2 separate regions of the Triticum aestivum genome follow, and region 2 is linked to region 1. The links are chromatin contacts, called in public Hi-C maps. All regions are on one chromosome and are shown on one strand. The core of a region is the stretch at or near the end of the contact, and the rest is flanking DNA. Distances in the headings are between cores, read along the strand shown. Region 1 holds the start of LOC123096339 (GDP-L-galactose phosphorylase 2). Region 2 has its middle 25 kb from the start of LOC123096340.

The links. Hi-C and Micro-C count contacts between places; a contact is called where the count stands out from the background.
Region 2: a contact with region 1 is called in a Hi-C map of leaf, with 2.8 times the contacts expected there. The contact joins the enhancer-like site here to the promoter of LOC123096339 in region 1. A contact is called at or near these places in 2 of 5 Hi-C or Micro-C datasets (both in leaf).

Annotation. Positions count from the first base shown.
Region 1 is chr4D:81,292,301-81,299,079 of IWGSC CS RefSeq v2.1, reverse strand. LOC123096339 (GDP-L-galactose phosphorylase 2) reads left to right here and starts at 1,933. Exons shown (of 6, transcript XM_044518042.1): 1 at 1,933-2,555; 2 at 3,365-3,468; 3 at 4,530-4,835; 4 at 4,917-5,102; 5 at 5,195-5,455; 6 at 5,713-6,327. The coding sequence starts at 2,447. The coding sequence ends at 6,042.
Region 2 is chr4D:81,364,358-81,371,643 of IWGSC CS RefSeq v2.1, reverse strand. No RefSeq gene overlaps it. Among protein-coding and RNA genes, the nearest start is that of LOC123096340, 25 kb to the left of the region's middle. Within about 2 kb of position 1,398, at least 1 of the 8 cell types and tissues checked has an H3K27ac peak or open chromatin away from gene starts, as enhancers often do. A contact at or near this core is called in leaf, where this site is marked.

The DNA.
Region 1 (6,779 bases), core at 684-3,183:
GGTGGCCGCCGGGATGATGAAGATGGCCACCGGTGACGATCTCCCCCTCCGGCAGGGTGCCAAAACGGGCTCCCGATTGGTTTTTGGTGGCTACAGAGGCTTGCGGCGGCGGAACTTCCGATCTAGGGTTACCTCGAAGGGTTTTGGAATATTTGAGAATTTATAGGGCGAAGAGGGGGTGTGGGAGGCCACTGAGGTGGGCACAACCGACCTGGGCGCGCCTGGGCCCCCAGGCGCGCCCTGGTGGGTTGTTCCCCCCTCGGTGCACCCCCCAGGTGCTTCTCTGGCCCACTGGATATCTTCTGGTCCATAAAAAATCCACAAAAAATTTCGCGGTGTTTGGACTCCATTTGATATTGATTTCCTGCGATGTAAAAAACAAGCAAAAGACATCAACTGACACTGGGCACTGGGTCAATAGGTTAGTCCCAAAAAATGATATAAAGTTGCTATAAAATGATTGTAAAACATACAAGAATGATAATATAACAGCATGAATACTTCATAAATTATAGATACGTTGGAGACGTAGCAGGGATCCATTAGTCGCCACGGAAGGGAGATTCGTCCTGGGGTCGCCGCTCCTGATCTCAGGCGTTGCCCCTCCGGTTGCCGAAACCACCGCCCCCGCTGCTCTCTCTCTCTCACGTGAAATTCTGGACTCCCCCCTCGCGAACGTTGCAACAAAAACTGGGGGAGCAAAGTAATGGGGTTGAGAGGACACATGGCATAACGAGTGTCTTTGATCTGAAGAGATCTAACGCGTAGAGCGCGTCCGACGCAACGTTATCCTTTTATTATCTCAAATGATAATGCCCACACGTGTGGCATATCTGCACTTCGCCTACATGCTTTGATCTCCATCTATTATGTTTTGCACGAATCTTGAAGGGATCTGTTGGATTTTCAGTGCCATGTAGGCATAGCATGTTGTGTGGGCGTTAGAGTGCTTGCCCACACGACCCGCAACACGCGGTTGCCAGCTGCGCCGTGTGGGCGAACCAGTTCCCGCCCACGCAGTCACCACCCAGTCCACGCGCGTGTGGGTGAACTGCTCTTCTCCCACACGACGCTCGAACGGTGATAGATGGCACCTGCAGTTGCGCGTATGTGGCAACTCACACATGACAACTATGATTCGTTGGTAGATGGCAACTGCAGTTGCACGTACGTGGCAACAGGCAAACACACATGACGACTATGAATAACCATACACGACAACTATGGTTGGACCATGCATGGCAACTACCTAACACACATGGCAACTATTGTTTGACCACATGTGGCAAGTAGTTAATCACACACGGCAACTATGCTTACACACGGCAACTACCATAAATTAGACATGACAACTATAGTTAATCAACACAGAGAGAGTTGTCATGCTTTTACAACTACATTTGTCATCCCGGATAACTAAAGTTGTCATCCCTGGGGTAACTCCCGCGGGTAACTAACGTAGTTGCGCCAGGACAGGTGAGCATATTTGCTTCGTGCCATACGCGCGGAGTGGGGGTGAGTAGTACTTGTTGGACGTGTGGCACGAAGTAGCTGCGCCCACACGTGTGGGCAGTTCTAATGTTCGTCCACACAAGCCGCATGTGGGCTGCCTTCTGATTATGCCACACATGGCGTGTGGGTGGATCCCTAATATGCCACACGTGTGGGTGTTATCTACGTTATTTATTATAGATCTTATGTATATATAAAAATAGAGAAAGTAGAAGAATAGACATATACGAATTGTGAGTACTACTACGCGTCGGTTTCCAACGCATACATCCGGGACGGACCCCATAGGTCCTAGTCAGCAAGCAGCGGAGCTTGTGTTCCGTGGGAGGGCGAGCGGTGGACGATCCAGGCAGCAAAACAGCCGCGCGATCGCGGGCGGCGAAAGCAGCGCCACACAGCCGCGGCGTCCACCGCACAAACCTTCCTCTTCCTCCCCCCCGCTGCTCTGCCCCAATCCCGCCCCCTCTATTTAAGGCCGCCCCCTCCCTCGCCTCCGCTGCCACGCCGACGCAGCCCGGCCACAAACCAGCCACCTCGCCGTCCACGCCGTCCGCCGTCGTCCCCGAAGGGACGCGGGCAGCCGGGCCGGAAAGTTTCACTTCCTTCCCTTGGAGCCCTCCGTAGCCTTCCGGGACGCTCGGCCCTTCCCCCCTCCCGCCCTCCGGGTTGTCTCTCCGGGCATCACGGCTGCTTCCGCGGACCCCGCGCGCGGCGCCCCCGCTGCGCAGGTGGAGCCGCACGGAGGACGCGGAGCACTCCCCTCGGCCGGGGGCAGCCCCTCCGACCTCCTCTTCCTCGCCGGCGGCGGTCGCCTCCTTCTCTGATTGCGCGGCGGCGCTGACTGCTAAGTGCTAACCCACGCTAAGTCGTCGTTAACAACAATCCGGTACACGGTAGATACAGCAGAGGAGGTTCTAAGAGCAGTAAGGAGGAGATGGAGATGAAGCTGACGATTAAGAGGGTTCCGACGGTGCTGTCCAACTACCAGGAAGAAGGAGGCGGGGGCTGCGGCAGGAACTGCCTCGGGGATTGCTGCTTGCCTGGTGCGTATTATGCCCTGTCATGCCCAATTTTCATCTAGTTTTCATATTGGGAGGTGCAGCTCAGCTCATTTTATCCTCGAATTCGTCTATTTTTTAGGTTTATTTTGTTTCCTTTGGGGCAAAAGTTTTCTATTTCCTTCGATTATACCCTAGAATACTACTCCCTCCATAAATATAAGAGTGTTTAGATATATAAGAGTGTTTAGATTACTATCTAAACACTCTTATATTAGTTTACAGAGGGAGTACTGATTACACTGAATTAGAATATGGGCTTCTTCTTGGATGCAGAGTTTCTGCTCCCAGGCTCATCTGCACCCCCTCTTAGAAAAAAAATCAAAACAAATGCTAAAAAAATACAAAATCCATTTTTTTGGGTGGTAGATAATTTGATGCGTCAGGTCCGCACCAAATTTCAATTCATTTGGACATCTGAGCAGCTCTCGGCAATAAAGACATTGTCCAAATGAATTGAAATTTAGAGCGGACCTCACGTATCAAATTTTCTACCAACCAAAAGGAATTTGGATTTTTTTTTTAATTTTTCTAGTATTTATTTTGATTTGTTTTCTGAGCGGGAGCAGATGAGCGATGAGCTTGGGCACCGAGTTGGATTTCCGCTTCTTCTGCTATATCTAGCTATGTTTAGTTTAGTAGTATGAATTTCTCGTTGTCCCATTAATCTAATCAAAGTTTTTTTTAATTAGACAACTGAAACAAAGTTCTGAAACTTTTATTCTGTTGTCACAGAGTTGCAGATTTAAGCATCCTTTACTAATTAGCCATTCTTTTTCCATAAACACTTGTAGCTTCCAAGCTTCCCCTCTATGCTTTCAAGGCCGACCCAAAGAAGCCTGCTCAGGATGATGAGCTCCCTACCGAGTTCTTCCTCAATTCTCTCCTCCTCGCACAGGTAAGAAAATACTAGCAATCAAGTGAACCTGGCTCCTAGCTCATTTTGTTAGGAGAGTGGATGCACAACCCACCACCTAGGTTCAAGTACTCACAGACATGAATTTAAGTTCCTGTCTATACTGTAGGGCTCTCTCCCCTGCAGTTTTCTTAAAAAAAATTGAAAATACTAGAAAAGTTTGCATACTTAATTCGTTAGAAAGGAAGGTCATGTTGTAAGAATTCGTACACTTAGCTGTTCTGCTGGTAAAACCAGTACTGGATAGTGTTTTGGTGCATTTTGTTTCCTGAGAAGATCACATGAGTTTGTTATTGCTTACTGGCTTAGAGCTGTTACGCTTGGACCAAAATACGATAAATATACTGTTCTGTATTCTTCTACAAGATTTTGTAAACATGCTAAGATATCCTTGGGTAGTTAAAATGCTTAATATGGCAGAGGAGGTTAAATAGCTCAATTTGGTGCATTTCAATGTGCTATACAGACAGAATAAAAGCATGTAATGTTTGCTTTTTATTACAAATAGATCTAGATTTCAGAACTTTATGGGATGTTTCCTTTGAGGAATAAGAATGAGACCTCATCCCTCGTAACTCTTAAGCATAAGGTATCAGCCACCAGAAACGTGAGATCCGACAATAATACCAATCCTAGGGTGAGGTGATTCCTCAAACTCAATCTGTATGTCAACTTGAGGTTGCGGGAAAATAGATGAGAAACATCATAATTTAGTGGCAAATGCTTGGCGTTTTCTCAATGATATTGCGTTGGCTTTACCTTTGATAAAGCTGTAATCCAGTATGGATGTTTCTAATTGTTTCTTCTTTGCGATAGGAGTTGATTATTGCAAAAAGTAAGCTTTGTAGGGCTGAGTTTGGAATATAATACTTTTGTTTACTCTGTTCCTCGAAAGATAACATTGACATGGACACAGTTCTAGAAAATTTGTCTTCAAATGGACCATCAGAACATCTCATAGCGATTATCTTGTTATTTTAGGTTGGCCGTTACTTCTTTATTTTATTGAACTCTTATATTTCGACTTTGCTCTCTCTTATTAGTGGGAGGACAGGGTGGCCCGAGGCCTATTCAGATATGATGTAACAGCCTGCGAGACCAAGGTGATTCCTGGCGAGCTTGGGTTTGTTGCACAGCTTAACGAAGGCCGACACCTCAAGAAGCGCCCGACCGAGTTCCGTGTTGACCGTGTGCTCCAGCCATTCGATTCTGCCAAGTTCAACTTCACCAAGGTTGGCCAGGAGGAGGTTCTCTTTCGCTTTGAGAACGGTGGTGGCGACAACAGCTATTTCCTTGAAAATGCCCCAAGCACTGAGGGTGACCATGCTCCCAGCGTTGTTGCAATCAATGTACACATCTTTCAGCCAAAACTTACCTTTATTCCAGAATATAAATCTTGATGTTAACACTGGTACTTCTAACGATTGCAGGTGAGCCCTATTGAGTACGGTCATGTGCTTCTCATTCCGCGTGTCCTTGACCGCCTGCCTCAGCAAATTGATCCTGAAAGCTTCCTGCTTGCACTACACATGGCAGCTGAGGCTGCAAGCCCATACTTCAGGCTTGGTTACAACAGCTTGGGTGCCTTTGCCACCATCAATCATCTCCATTTCCAGGTACCTAAATCATTACACAAAGGCCTAGCTTCTGTGCTGTAAACATAGTTGATAATTGTGGTGATCACACTAAAACTTTGTTTTTTGTACAGGCATACTACCTGTCAGTACCTTTTCCTGTTGAGAAGGCGCCTACCAAGAAGATCCCCCTTGCCAAGTGTGCGCTGAATAGTGGAGTGAAGGTGTCAAAACTGACAAATTTCCCTGTGAGAGGTTTGGTGTTTGAGAGAGGGAACACACTGAAGGATTTGGCTGATGTGGTTACCAACGCTTGCATTTGGCTCCAGGAGAACAATGTTCCTTTCAACGTCCTCATCTCTGATTCCGGTAGAAGGATCTTCGTTTTTCCTCAGGTAATTTCCGCAGTAGAGTCAAAAGCTTCTTTCTGCAAATATGATAACATTACTAATCCATCAAGAAATATATTCTCAAGGTAGATTTTCTGCAAACATGAAATAATTTCTGTAGCTTAAAGTTTTGTGAAACACCATATATTTAGTCTTCATTGTTAAATTAGACCACTGCCACATGAATTGCATAATGATGTTGGCTGCTGCCCCCATTTGTACCTCCCTGATGTTTTCTAATCTTTCCTGTTACAAATGCGCAGTGCTATGCCGAGAAGCAGGCTCTCGGTGAAGTGAGCCAGGATCTGCTAGACACGCAGGTGAACCCCGCAGTATGGGAGATCAGTGGCCACATTGTTCTGAAACGGAGGACGGACTTCAAGGAGGCTTCAGAAGCATCGGCCTGGAGGCTTCTCGCTGAGGTGTCTCTGTCGGAGGAGCGATTTGAGGAGGTGAAGGCATGTATCTTCGAGGCCACCGGCCTCACTGAATCTGACGAGGAAGAGGAATCCAGTGAGTCTCCTTATGCGTCGTCATCCTCCGTCCCACGAGCCTCTTCACACATGTCGGAAGGTTGCCTTGTCCTTCAGTGAGAGAGCAAAGGAAATCGTTCAAATCGATTCAGGTCGCTTGGTTCGCATTATCTGTGGCTGCTTGGTGTTAGCAGGGATCCCAGTGATTGTACCGTGTCCGCTCTTGCTTGCTACTTCTGCCTCTGATCTTTAGCTACCGTTGTTGGCGACTAGTGCTGGTGTTCATACTGTGCAGTTTATTATTAAGCACAGGTATGCGTGTTGGCTTGTTTATAACTGAAATGCATTGGTGTGTTCATCGCCCGACCGTGTTTCTCATTCTAAACTGCTACCTTTGCCTTTTCATTTGTATTTTTCTTTTGTCAAGCTTGTCATTTGCACATGGCCACCGCACATGTCCTAGGCACAGGCGAAGTCGATGCACACAGTCTCAATCCCAGGCACAGTCGCACAAATGGCCTGTTGGTTGCCTGCATTTACCTCAGCTAGTCCGTGTGGATGCAGTTTGGATTGTTTGACCTGCATCCAAATCCTGGCCCGCATAAAACTTAAAGCATCGTTGGGCTTGACTCTGGAGGAACGCTTGAATCTGCTATTTTCAGCTAGTCAAGGCCAAGGCTGAGCGATGCAAGGTACCACATGTTGCTGCAGACGGTTGCACGTGTGCAAGCAGGAGCTGTCACGCTGTTTTCTCAAAGTGACGCCATAAATCCCCTCGCCCCTTTCTCACCTCTCACTCTTCCCTCTCTCCATTCTCTCACCGGCTGCGGCGAGCGTCATTAGAGGCAAGATTTGGA
Region 2 (7,286 bases), core at 149-2,648, 73 kb before region 1:
ACCGAGTGGGCCCAGAGATATCTCTCCGACAATCGGAGTGACAAATCCTAATCTCGAAATACGCCAACCCAACAAGTACCTTCAAAGACACCTGTAGAGCACCTTTATAATCACCCAGTTACGTTGTGACGTTTGGTAGCACACAAAGTGTTCCTCCGGTAAACGGGAGTTGCATAATCTCATAGTCATAGGAACATGTATAAGTCATGAAGAAAGCAATAGCAGAATACTAAACGATCAAGTGCTAAGCTAACGGAATGGGTCAAGTCAATCACATCATTCTCCTAATGATGTGATCCCGTTAATCAAATGACAACTCATGTCTATGGCTAGAAAACATAACCATCTTTGATCAACGAGCTAGTCAAGTAGAGGCATACTAGTGACACTCTGTTTGTCTATGTATTCACACATGTATTATGTTTCTGGTTAATACAATTCTAGCATGAATAATAAACACTTATCATGATATAAGGAAGTAAATAATAACTTTATTATTGCCTCTAGGGCATATTTCCTTCAGCCGGCACCAGGATCCTCTCCGGATCTAGGTGCCAGTCGTGCGGCAGGGTGGCGTCGGGGTACGGGAGAGGCACGCGGTGCTGCCAGTGCCATTCCGCCTGGTACACCGGCACGTTGACGCGATGCCTCGACCGGCGAGCTGGCGCCGGCGAAGGCGGGAGAAACTCTAGGGGAAAGGGGATGGCGGGCGACTTGCCCTTGGCCTTACTGCTGCTGCCGGCGCCGGAGAAGAGCCCAATTTGGCACGGCTGGGGTGGCTAGGGTTGGCTAGGGTTTGCCGGCGACGGGAGAGCGAGTGTGGCTAGATGGGGACGGGGGTTGGCTGGATGAGGACGGCCCCGCCGCACGGTCGGCTTAAAAAAAGACGACCGCCGTCGCTGATGTGTGGGCCCGAGGTCATAAATTAAGCTGACCAGGTAGGTGGTTGGCGGTTGGACGACCGCCAAGTGAGGCCGTGGCGGACAACAAGAAGGCGCTCGTGGCGTCCGTTCTACGTCCGCGCCGACGCATTTGGGGCGCAAATTTGGGCCGCAAATGCGTCGGCGTAGACGCGAAGCGGACTCGATTTGGATTTGGGTCGCCGCGTTGGGCCTCTTTTTTTGTCCGCGCCGACCTAAGCGGACGGCGTCGGACGAAATTGGTCGCCCCATTGGAATTGCTCTTATATGCAGGGGATTATTTGTAATGCCAGTGTACTCGTATGTTGGTGTCCTAAAGTAACAGATACGTCTTCAGGTTTTTCTTCCCTTGAAAAAGAATGTTTCCTGTGTGAATCACGGTGCCGTTTTTCCCGTGACAAGGATGCATTTGGTCGGGGAGACCAAACTGGAGTGAGCAGCGGCCTCACACCAGAAAAGCACACCGGCCCATTTGAGCTGGACGCGGTTGCAGCCGCACAGGGAGCGTATGACTGCATGCTGGAGAAACCGCCACGTCTGCTATCTTGTCAGCTTTCGTTATACTTGGACGAGCGGTCTTCTGCGTGGAGGATGCTGCAGCGCCGACTGGTGCTTTTGGACGCACGTTTTTGTGGGTCTGAGTGAGAGAATGACGTTTTGATGTTCTTATAGGGACGGGGAATATTCCCTTCCGCTCCTACTTTATCGTTCCCGACCACCTCGCCGTCCCCCTCCCCCCTTCGTGATCTCATCCGCCCCACTGCCACATAAAGAAGCCGCCGGGCTCAACACCTTGCGCTATAGGAATCCTCGTGGCTGGAGCGTTGCGGCAACTACACACACATCAATGGAGATCGAATGTCAGGGTGGTGGCCCCAGACATGTCGACGATGGCCATGTTACAATGGTTGCGAGGGCAATGAGCTAGCCAGTCGTGGCGTCAACGACGACGACACGACAATGATTTGTGGTGGAGGCTTTTCGTTTCCCCATTTGCGGCGACGGTGAATTTTCGTAGTTCCGTTTTCCGATGATGGTGATGACGACACATCTTCATGGTCCTTGTGTGGAGGTGATTTTACATACTGGTGTGGTTGCATGCACGACGGTTATATTGCTTCCGGCGGCATGACGACGGATTTTAGCCTCGGTGTTGGAGGATCCCGGTGGCACGCTCAGGTAGTGTATTTTTGAGTGTAGGGGCTCAAGTGGCATCAAAACTCTAGGTACAACCTTCATTGATTGAACCTGGCAATGTCATCGTTGATGTTGAGTTCCCATGTTGAAGACGTTGTAGAGAGTTGGACTCCTCTCCAAGATGAAAACCCATGATCTAGCCTCAACTTTAGATTCATTGATGACAGAGCTTGTGCGTCGTATGTTGGAGGATCTGTCCAGTTGGCAACTTATCATTGATGGTTATTACTGTTGTTTGTTGATGTTGTTTTGCTGGTTACACTTTTTTTCCTTTTTGTAATAATGTGGCAGCGTGCATCCTCGATGTCTTGAGTCGTGTTGATGTAGATGCGGAGTGTAATTGATATATATCGATATTAATAATTCTTTTAATAATAAAATAATAATATTCCTGCTGTGTGCGAGAATGGTTGAGCATTATTCAGATAGTGAAAGAGTGGCATCGAGGGTGTGTCGACCTGTGGTTGATAGCTACGCGTGCAGCCTGCTGGCAGCAGCGGCAGTCGGCTCAGCACCGGCTAAATCATACTATAAGTTTTGACGCTTGTAGAGTGATTTTTGGACCGATAGTTACGCGTACGAAGGACTGCAACCTGCGCGGGTATCCCTTCCACGTTCATTTCTCTCAGCAAATGCTGGCCGCAAGCATGTGCGACAGCGAGGGCAGTCCTAGCTCGTCGGAGCGTCGTGGTTGTTCGCGTACCTTTTCATCGCTGCCAACGCAAAATGCAAACTGAGCGAGTAAGGGCCTGTTCGGCCCTCCTTCGCTCCACGCTCTCGCTCCGGGAGCCGGCAGAGCGCAAGTTAAAAATCCCGAAGCAGGGGAATAGATGCTCTGCAGATCCTCAAATTTGACGGAGCTAGTGGATCACCGAATGGCTCCTAAATCATAAGAAACCATCACATTTGTGGACCATAAATCGAAAACCATCATGTTTCGTTTTTTTGTTGTTGCAAAAACCGGTCATCATTATACTAACAATTTGCGAAAAACGCTGATTAAACAATTAGAGCAGTTTGAGTAAAAATCTAACAGATGTGTCCCTTTGTCAGTTGCCACGTGGCCTTGGTGAAGACGGGCTCGACACAACGCGGTTAGATGGCATCTACATAGTGTTGAGTAAATAAGCAAATTTTCGATTAAATTAATCAAAAATATATCATGGGCATGACATAAACAACATTAAGCACATACTGATAATTGATCATATTACTGCGTACTAGTTAGAGAGTAGAAACATCTATGCAAATCATTAGTACGGCTAAAACAGTAATAACAAGAGTGGGATAAGCGAGTTATACCCTCCGATCGGCCAGGCAGAGGCGGCGGCGGCAACGGCATCCTTGGTGGCCTTCTTCTCGGCTTCAAGCTTCTCAGCAGTGGCACGGTCGGCTTCGTAAGCGGTGGGCATGGTGACAATAAAGACGACACAGACGTAGACGATGCAGCGGACGTGGACGAACGACGGCAAGCAGGAGATGCTCCGCAAAAACCTAATCGCCCCTCTCCCGTATAGGATTCGGAGAGGCGGGGTTTCAAAGGTCTGCTCTCCCGTCGACCGTGTACGCGGTGGATGGGATGGGATCACCGGCGGCAGCAGCAGCAAAAGGAATGACAGTGGGTGCGGAGGTAGATGCAATATGTTTTGTGGCGGCTAGGGTTGGTCGGCGCCTCCAATATATAGGCGCGGACGTGTGGATAGACGTGGGCTGGACCCATGTCCGGGTCGGTAATAGCCCACGATCCGACATCTCAGATCGTGGCTCTTCTATTAGGGACTCTCCGTTTCTAACCGGCAAAAATAAACGCATATGGGTGAGCTCGGCTAGGCTCATTCCCGCAACCCGTCGTGACGAGGCGTGGCGTGGTGAGGTGGGCGGCAGAGGAGGAGCGCGCGGGAACCACTTCTCTTCTCAAGCTGCAATAGCATGTGGAAGAGAATCCCTTATAAGGAGGTCCAACCCCTCATCAACTAGCAATGTGGGACTAAACTCCCACCACACACATTGCCATAAAATCCACATGGGCCGTTAGAGATTTTCTGAAATTGTTAGATGGGCCCTAGGGGCACCCTCATATTTCAACAATCCCCCACTAGATCTCAAGGACCCATTTTGTCCTTTGTTGCAAACACGGTTTTGGTACACCAGTATTTAAGGGGAGACCTGTTAAGGTTTAACTCCATCTAGAGCAAGTAGCTACACTCCTTCACAACTGAACAATGGACTATGCCTTGAATTGTTAGTTTGGATAAAGAAGTTTCATCACATGTCTTACTAGTACTAAACCGCCGAAGGCTGACCCTTCGCGTGGAGCATATTAGTCACACTCTTGGCCTATTCATGAGCTTACTAGAGATCACCCCAATCTCATAGACTGTGACCAGCAGTCGATCTCATATAGGTGTGTTCCTCCAAAGATCGTTCTGTAGGACAACATCTTGCTTGTATAAGCTTTGAAACACATTAAGACAGTAGTTAACCTAACATTCAGTTTCCGAGAGTATTGCATCTCCAACGGAGTGAGTTAGTAAAGTTACTCTCCTTAGTTCACCACTGACTTGTTTTACCAAGTCCTACTTCACGGGATCTCCGATCACATAGGTTGGGTTACCATCATGGCAACTCATGTGGGTCTCATACCCATCTCCCTCGATGCATTTTCTATCACAACACGTGATAGCCTTTTAGTAAAGGGATCTGCCAGATTCTTGGTTGTTTGGATATAATCCAACGCTATCATTTCGGAGTTTCTTAAATGTCTGACAACTTTCAATCTCATTCTTATATGTTTGTTGGACTTCATGTTGTTCTTTGAACTCTTTACTCTGGCAATAACTGTCTGATTGCCACAGTTCATAAGGATAGCCGGAATCGGCTTCTCAACCACTCACAAGTCCATCAAAAGATCTTGAAGCCATTCTGCTTCGACGCCAGATGTGTCTAATGCTGTTAATTCTGTTGCCATTGTCGATCTAGTTAGGATCGTTTGTTTGCAAGACTTCCAGGAAACAATGCCGCCTCCAAGAGTAAACATATGCCGCGTTATGGCCTTCATCTCATCACCATCAGAGATCCAATTCGCATCACTATACCCTTAGTACCGACGGGTATCTGGTATAGTGAAGTCCATAGTTCATAGTACCTTCCCGATAGCGCATAATTCTTTCAATAGCATGTCAATGTACATCACCCGGATTGGAAAGAAACCGGCTCAGTTTGCTAGAGCAAACACGATGTCAGACCTCGTTGTGCTCGTTAGATACATGAGTGAATCAATATTTTGGGAGTATATCTCAATCATTCTTTAGCCGTGCTTTCGAACTTTTGAATCAGCACACTAGGATCATATGGTGTTTGAGAAATTTTGTAGTCCGAATATGCAAAATGACTTAAAATCTTCTCAACATAATGGGAGTGCAGAAGTGTACCCTCATCATCTCTCAATAGCTTGACGTTCAAGATAACATCATCCACCCCAAGGTCCTTCATCTCAAAGTTCTGAGATAGAAATGACTTGACCTCCTAAATAACTTACAGGTTGGTTCCAAATATCAGTATGTCATCAACATACAAGCACAATATAACTCCTTCGCCCCCACCATGGCGATAGTATACCCATTTGTCAGCTTCATTAACAACGAAGCCAATAGATGTTAGAGTTGTATTAAACTTCTCATGCCATTGCTTAGGTGCTTGTCTCAGGCCATATAAAGATTTTAGCAACTTTCACACATTTCCTTCCTGACCACTATCACAAAGCCATCTGGCCGTTGCATGTAGATTTGCTCGTCTAGCTCTCCGTCCAGGAAAGCCGTCTTAACATTCATTTAGTGGACAAGAAGACCATGCGAGGCCGCCAATTAGAGTAATACTCGAACTTTGGTCAGTCTGGCCACAGGTGAATAAGGACCGAAAAAATCTTCTTCTTCTTTCTGGGCATAACCCTTGGACACAAGCCTAGCCTTGTACTTATCAATTGTACTTATCAATTGTACCGTCGGGCCTAAACTTATTTTTGAACACCCACTTACATCCCAATGGTTTGCAACCATAGGGACATTCAGTAATTTCCCATGTCCCATTATCCATGATGGAATCCATCTCGCTGCAGACCGTATCCTTCTAGTAGTTAGCATCCGGAGATGTATACGCTTCTGAAATCGAAGATCATTGGTGCAGATCCCCGCAGCTAGGAATTTATAACAACCCAACCGCGAGGATTTTCTTCCCCTAACAGGCCTCCGAACAACCCCTTGGACAGTCCTCGGATAGCCCTCGGACAGTCCCTCAAACAGAAGATCAAACATACAATCTCTCTACTGGGTTGCACACATCCGGTGTCACCTACCCAGCAGGGCTTCGCCGTCCATAACTAATCCCTACCGAAGACTGGCAGCTTTGCGGCATAACGAAACTATTTAGTGGAGGGGGAGAAAGAGAGGCAGATCATTGCAAGCCTTTGTGGTGAGAAAATTAGATGAGTTGGAGAGTAACTTTCCACCTATATTTATAGTGGAGGAAGGGGTGGAGGATGGCTGCCCAAAAAGCCCCCCCCTCCACAAACATCATCCCACCAAAGGTGGGAGGTTGCCCCATGTAGCCCCCCAAGGGGGCCCCCTTCCAACATTGCTCCACCAAATGTGGCTGCTGCCTCCCACCATGGGGGCCCGCCAACCAGCTTCCATCAAATGTGGGGGGCTGCCCCCCACCATACCCCCCCAACAAGCTCCCATGAAATTAGTGTCTGCGCAACATAGTCCTATGAAAAGGGGGATCTTGTCGCCCTGCGATAGGACATGATGATTTTTTGCACGAGCGCCCCCTCTCGTAAATTTCGAGAGGTGCCTAAACTTTTCTGGCACCCTCCAAAAATTCCAGACACCGTCGAGACATTTTCGGTATGATGGTTTACTCTGAAACAGTTTCGGTTTCTCCGAAACACTTCCAGTTTTATCTCTGAAATATTTCCAGTGTCTCCAAAATTTTAAGGTGACATTCTCTCAATCTCCTTTCCTAGTACTCAATAGATAGATGGCCCTTAAGCGTGTGACCCTGTAGGTTCGTTGAAGTATAGAAATGGGCAGAACACCTTCAGATCAATGATCAATAGCGGAACCGTGGACATCCATATTGACCCCTATACCCACACACATGAATATTCGAGTG